Regions from separate parts of the Pan troglodytes genome. Here region 2 is linked to region 1. Evidence: chromatin contacts called from public Hi-C data. All regions are on one chromosome and are shown on one strand. The core of a region is the stretch at or near the end of the contact, and the rest is flanking DNA. Distances in the headings are between cores, read along the strand shown.

Region 1 (2,700 bases), core at 200-2,699:
CGCCTGAAAATACCCATAGCAGGATTTGTTTAATGACATGCTGCAGTTTATATGCACCAAAAAGATGGCAGCATTGTGCCTTTTGTTTGTTTGTTTGTTTTTTGATACGGAGTCTTGCTCTGTTGCCCAAGCTGGAGTGCAATGGAGTGATCTCGGCTCACTGCAACCTCTGCCTCCCAGGTTCAAGCGATTCTCCTACCTCAGCCTCCCAAGTAGCTGGGATTACAGGTGCATGCCACCACACCCAGCTAATTTTTGCATTTTTGTTAGAGACAGAGTTTCACCATGTTGGTGAGGCTGGTCTCAAACTCGTGACCTCATGATCCGCCTGCCTTGGCCTCCCAAAGTGCTGGGATTACAGGTATGAGCCACCACGCCCAGCCAGCATTGTGCCTTTCTATAAATGATATAAACTTCCTCAAAAGCCCCATTCCCACTTTTAGAGGTGGCAGGATGGGGTGGGATAGGAAAGGTATGAATTTGCTGGTTAAGTGTCAATGGCCAGCCAGGGGCAGTGGCTCATGTCTGTAATCCCAGTACTTTGGGAGGTCAAGGAGGGTGGATCACCTGAGGTCAAGAGTTCAAGACCACTCCTGTAATCCCAGCTACTTGGAAGCCTGAGGCGGGAGAATCGCTTCAACCCAGGAGGCAGAGGTTGCAGTTAGCCAAAATCATGCCACCACACTCCAGCCTGGGTGACAAAGTGAGACTCTGTCTCAAAAAAAAGAGTCAACGGCCAGGTGTGGTGGTTCAAGCCTGTAATCCTAGCACTTTGGGAGACTGAGGTCGGAGGATCACGTGAAGCCAGGAGTTCGAGACCATCCGGGACAAGGCAAAACACGTCTCTACAAAAAATTAGCTAGGCGTGGTAGTGCACGCCTGTAATCCCAGCTACTCGGCCTGTAATCCCAGCTACTCGGCCTGTAATCCCAGCTACTTGGGAGGCTGAGGCAGGAGAATCGCTCGAACTTGGGAGGTGGAGGCTGCAGTGAACCGAGATCATGCCACTGTACTCCAGCCTGGGTTAACAGAGAAAGTTTCCATCTCAAAAAAAAAAAAAAAAAAGAGTCAGTTACCTCGCTTTAAACAGTCTTTTTCAGATCAATATGCAGTCAGTTCAAAGTTCAAATGCCCTCGGAGATTTGTTTCTCCCATTCCTCCCTGCTCCTTCACAAAATAGGGACCTGAGTGTAGAACAGAGATTACATGTCTCCGGGGGCAGCTGAGGGAGACAGTTGACCCCAGGGCTGGCCTCTTCAGACATATTCCCTGGTAACACCCTGCCAATGACATCTGTGGTCAGCTTTTTTGGTAAAGCAAGGGTCTCATAGGTCCTTGCCCCTGTTAACTGGCCCTGCCTTCATTCAGGCTGGCCCTGCAAATCCTCTGGCTCTACTTCCACCTCTTCCTCCAACAGCCCCTGGCAGGCTTGCACCAGGGAGCTTGCGGGGCAGAGGGTGTCTTACCCACATGTTGCTCCCAGATCCCTGGTTGGAGGCCTCTGGTTTCAATCCCACAGCAGAATGTAAGAATTTCTGGATCCTTCCGCATCACAAAAGCCAAGGCATTCTTGGGGCTATTTGGGCTGTTTGTTTTTTACTTTTGTCAGGGTTATTGAGATATAATATACATTCAGTAAAATCCCTTTTCACGCATGTTTTAATGAGTCTTGACAAATGTATGTAGTTGTGTAACCATTACCACAATGAAAATATAGAACATTTCTGCATCTCCCACCCCTCAAATTCCCTGCGCCCTTTTGCAGTCAGCACCTACCACCACTCCCCAGGCAACCACTGATCTGATTTCTGTAGTGTTGTGTAACATTGGCTTTTCCAGAATAATATATAAGTAGAACCATATCATTTGTAGCCTTTTGTGTCTTGCTCTTTTTTCATTTAGCATTTTGAGATGCAGTCATCTTATTGTATGTATCAGAAGTTTATTCCTTTCAGGGGATAAAACCCCTAGATTTATGAGTTATAACTGACATACCATAAACTGCATATATTTCAAATGTACTATTTGAAAAGTTTTGACATATGTATATACCCATGAAATCACCACCACAGTAAAGATAGAGAATATAACCAAGACTTCCAAAAGTTTCTCTTTTCAAAAAAAAATTATTTTAGATGCAGGGGGTACATGTGCAGGTTTGTTACATGGGAATATTGCATGATGCTAAGGTGTGGACTTCTAATGATCCTGTCACTGACATGGTGAACATAGTACCTGATAGGTAGCTTTTCAACCCTTGTCCCACTTCTTTCCTCTCCCATTCTGGGATCCCCAGTGTTTACTGTTCCCATCTTTGTGTCCTTGTGTACCCAGTGTTTAGCTTCCACTTATAAGTGAGAATATTTGGTTTTCTGTTCCTGTGTTAATTCTCTTAGAATAATGGCCTCCAGCTACATCCATGTTGCTGCAAAGGACATGATTTCATTCTTTTAATGGCTGCATAGTATTCCATGGTGTATATGTACCAAATTTTTAATTTTTATTTTTGTCTTTATTTTTTTTTTTTACAGCCTGGACACACAGCACCCATTTTTTAATTTAATCCGCCATTGATGAGCACATGGATTGATTCCATGTCTTTGCTATTGTAAATAGTGCTATGATAAACATATGAATGCAGGTGTCATTTTGGTAGGACCATTTATTTTTCTTTAGGTATATATATACCCAGCAATGGCA
Region 2 (2,700 bases), core at 36-2,535, 140 kb before region 1:
TATAATTTATGACATTTATTGATTTGCATATATTGAACCATTTTGCATTCCTGCAATAAATATCACTTAATCGTGGTGTATTATCATTTTGAGGTGTTGTTAGATTTGATTTGTTAGATTTTATTGAAGATTTTTCCATCTATCTTCATCAGGGATATTGGCCTGTAGTGCTATGTTCATCTGGGATAATGGCTTGTAGTTTTATTTTTTTGCTGAGTCCTTGTCTGGTTTTGGTATCAGGGATATGCTGGCCTCATAGAATGAGTTAGGAATAATTTCCTCTGCTTTAATTTTTTTGAAGTATTTTGAGAAAAATTGGTATTAATTCTTCTTTAAAGGTTCAGTAGAATTCAGTGGTGAAGGCTGCAAGGGGGTGCTGCAGGGCCATTTTTCAGACCTTGAGTGTGGGTGCCTATGTGGCCAACCTGCTGGCCCAAGGGGTCAGAGGACCACAGCAATGGATAAATAGCTAAAATTTGACTGGAGTGTGGAAGGGAGAGCACGGAAGTGCAGCGGGGGAGTAGAGATGCACATGTGGTGATTGGAAGCCCAGGAGGGCAGCGTGGAGGCACCAGGCCTCTGCAGCCCCCTCTTCCTTTTATGGATTGGATCTGCCTAGAATCAGGAGGGACTTCCCATTTCCAGGACTGTTAATCTAACAATCTGATTTAAAAATCGGGAAATGATCTGAACAGATATTTCTCAAAAGAAGACACACATATGACCAACAAGTATATAAAAAATGTTCAACATCACTAATCATCAAAGAAATGCAAACCAAAACCACAATGAGGTATTGCCTCACCCCAGTTACAGTGGCTATTATCAAAAAGAAAAGAAAAAAAAACAAATGCTGGTGCGGATGCAGAGAAAAGAGTACTCTTACACGCTGTTGGGAATATAAACTAGTATAACCACTAAAGAGAACAGTGTGGAGGTCCCTCAATATCTACAAATAGAACTACCATACGATCCAGCAATCCCACTACTGGGCATTTATCCTAAGGAAAGGAAATTATTATATTGAAGAGCCATCTGCACCCCCATGCCCCTCCTGCTTGGGGGCAGGCACACAGTGGTTTAGTCAGCTCAAGGCAGGGTTCTCCATGAACGGGATTGCCAGACTGTTCCTTTGGCTGGAAGTGCAGAGCATGAGGTGGTTTCCCTGCTACGCAAGACCAGAATCACAGCGAATCCCCAGCCCAGGCTCCACACAGCTGTGGCTAGGTGGAATGAAGATGGACCCCCAGTGTGGGACAGGTGCAGTGGCCACTGACCCCCAGAGGAGGGCGCACTCCAGAGATGTCTGGTCTCAAGGTGGCGCCCAGCGGCAGCAGCTTGGCTCACAGAGGGTGGGTAGCGGATGGAGAGTACACACTTTGTGTTCCTAATCAGAGCAATGCAGCTATGTGAATTCCTGGCAGTTCTACAAACTGGGCTTAGGGCTTGAGAGGACTGTAGGATTCTCCAGTAGTGAGGACTGTAGGTGTTTTGGTGGCAATAGGGGATGATGCGGATCTTCTGCTTACCTTTTCCTGGAAATGGGAAGTCCCACCTGATTCTAGGCAGATCCAATCCATAAAAGAAAGAGGGGGCTGCAGAGGCCTGGTGCCTCCACGCTGCCCTCCTGGGCTTCCAATCACCACATGTGCATCTCTACTCCCCCGCTGCACTTGCCTGCTCTCCCTTCCACACTCCAGTCAAATCTTAGCTGTTTATCCATTGCTGTGGTCCTCTCCTGTTGGGAGAAAGAGTGCCAGGCATCCCTCATTAGCCCTCTTGCTCCACCTCAGCTGTGTGATGGCCCGTGTTTCATGTAGCAGGCGCTGGTAGCATTGGACTTTGGGCCATCTTCTCTCTACATCTCTCTGAATCTACATGATTTTCTTCTATTTATTTGAAAAATAACCTTGAATACGCTTAAATAAACATGAGTTTTTTCCCCAGGAAATGTAGACAGTTAAGACTATTCCTATGTCTCAATCATGTCTTTCTACTGAATTTTTATTTTACAGTCACATTAGTTCATATTTACAGGTACACCATGGGTTTTTTTTGTTTGTTTTTAACAAAGTTTTTAAACTGTTATAAACAGGTGAGCAAACTGTAAAAGAAACAAGACAAATATAGATATCCTTTGTATTCCTACAGTATTTCTATTGTACAGTTTCTTAGTAATTCAAGTATCAAATGTACATTGAATACTTAAGATGTTATTGTTTCTAGAAATTTTATGTTTAACTTTGCATTCCCTGGACTATTGTGTATTTTGAATTTATTTGCAACAGCAAATAATAAAGCAATTCAATAACTATACAAATAAAAGGATTTAATTCAAAATTTAGGCTAGGCACGGTGGCTCACACCTGTAATCTCAGCATGTTGGGAGGCTGAGGCAATAGGATAGCTTGAGCCCAGGAGCTCTAGATCAGCTTGGGCAACACAGAAGAGACCCTGTCTCTACCAAAAATAAATTTTTAAAAAATTCAGCTAGTCATGGTGGCACGTGCTGATGGTCCCAGCTACTTGGGAGGCTGAGGTGGGAAGATTGCTTGAGCCAGGAGGTTGAGGCTGCAGTGAAGTGTGATTGCACCACCACACTCCAGCCTGGGCAATGAAGTGAGATCTTGTCTCAAAAGAAAAAAAAAAGTGTTTAAGGCACTAAAATATGAGGACATTTCCAAAACAAGAAGTAAAACA

What was found. Hi-C and Micro-C count contacts between places; a contact is called where the count stands out from the background.
Region 2: a Hi-C map of induced pluripotent stem cells shows a contact between it and region 1, with 2.3 times the contacts expected there. The contact joins two enhancer-like sites. A contact is called at or near these places in 2 of 7 Hi-C or Micro-C datasets (blood and induced pluripotent stem cells).

Annotation. Positions count from the first base shown.
Region 1 is chr2:160,396,665-160,399,364 of NHGRI_mPanTro3-v2.0_pri, reverse strand. No RefSeq gene overlaps it. Among named protein-coding and RNA genes, the nearest start is that of CCNL1, 35 kb to the right of the region's middle. Within about 2 kb of position 1,449, at least 3 of the 24 cell types and tissues checked have an H3K27ac peak or open chromatin away from gene starts, as enhancers often do. A contact at or near this core is called in induced pluripotent stem cells, where this site is marked.
Region 2 is chr2:160,535,391-160,538,090 of NHGRI_mPanTro3-v2.0_pri, reverse strand. The region is part of intron 9 of VEPH1 (ventricular zone expressed PH domain containing 1); the gene reads left to right. Among named protein-coding and RNA genes, the nearest start is that of PTX3, 89 kb to the left of the region's middle. Within about 2 kb of position 1,285, at least 1 of the 24 cell types and tissues checked has an H3K27ac peak or open chromatin away from gene starts, as enhancers often do. A contact at or near this core is called in induced pluripotent stem cells, where this site is marked.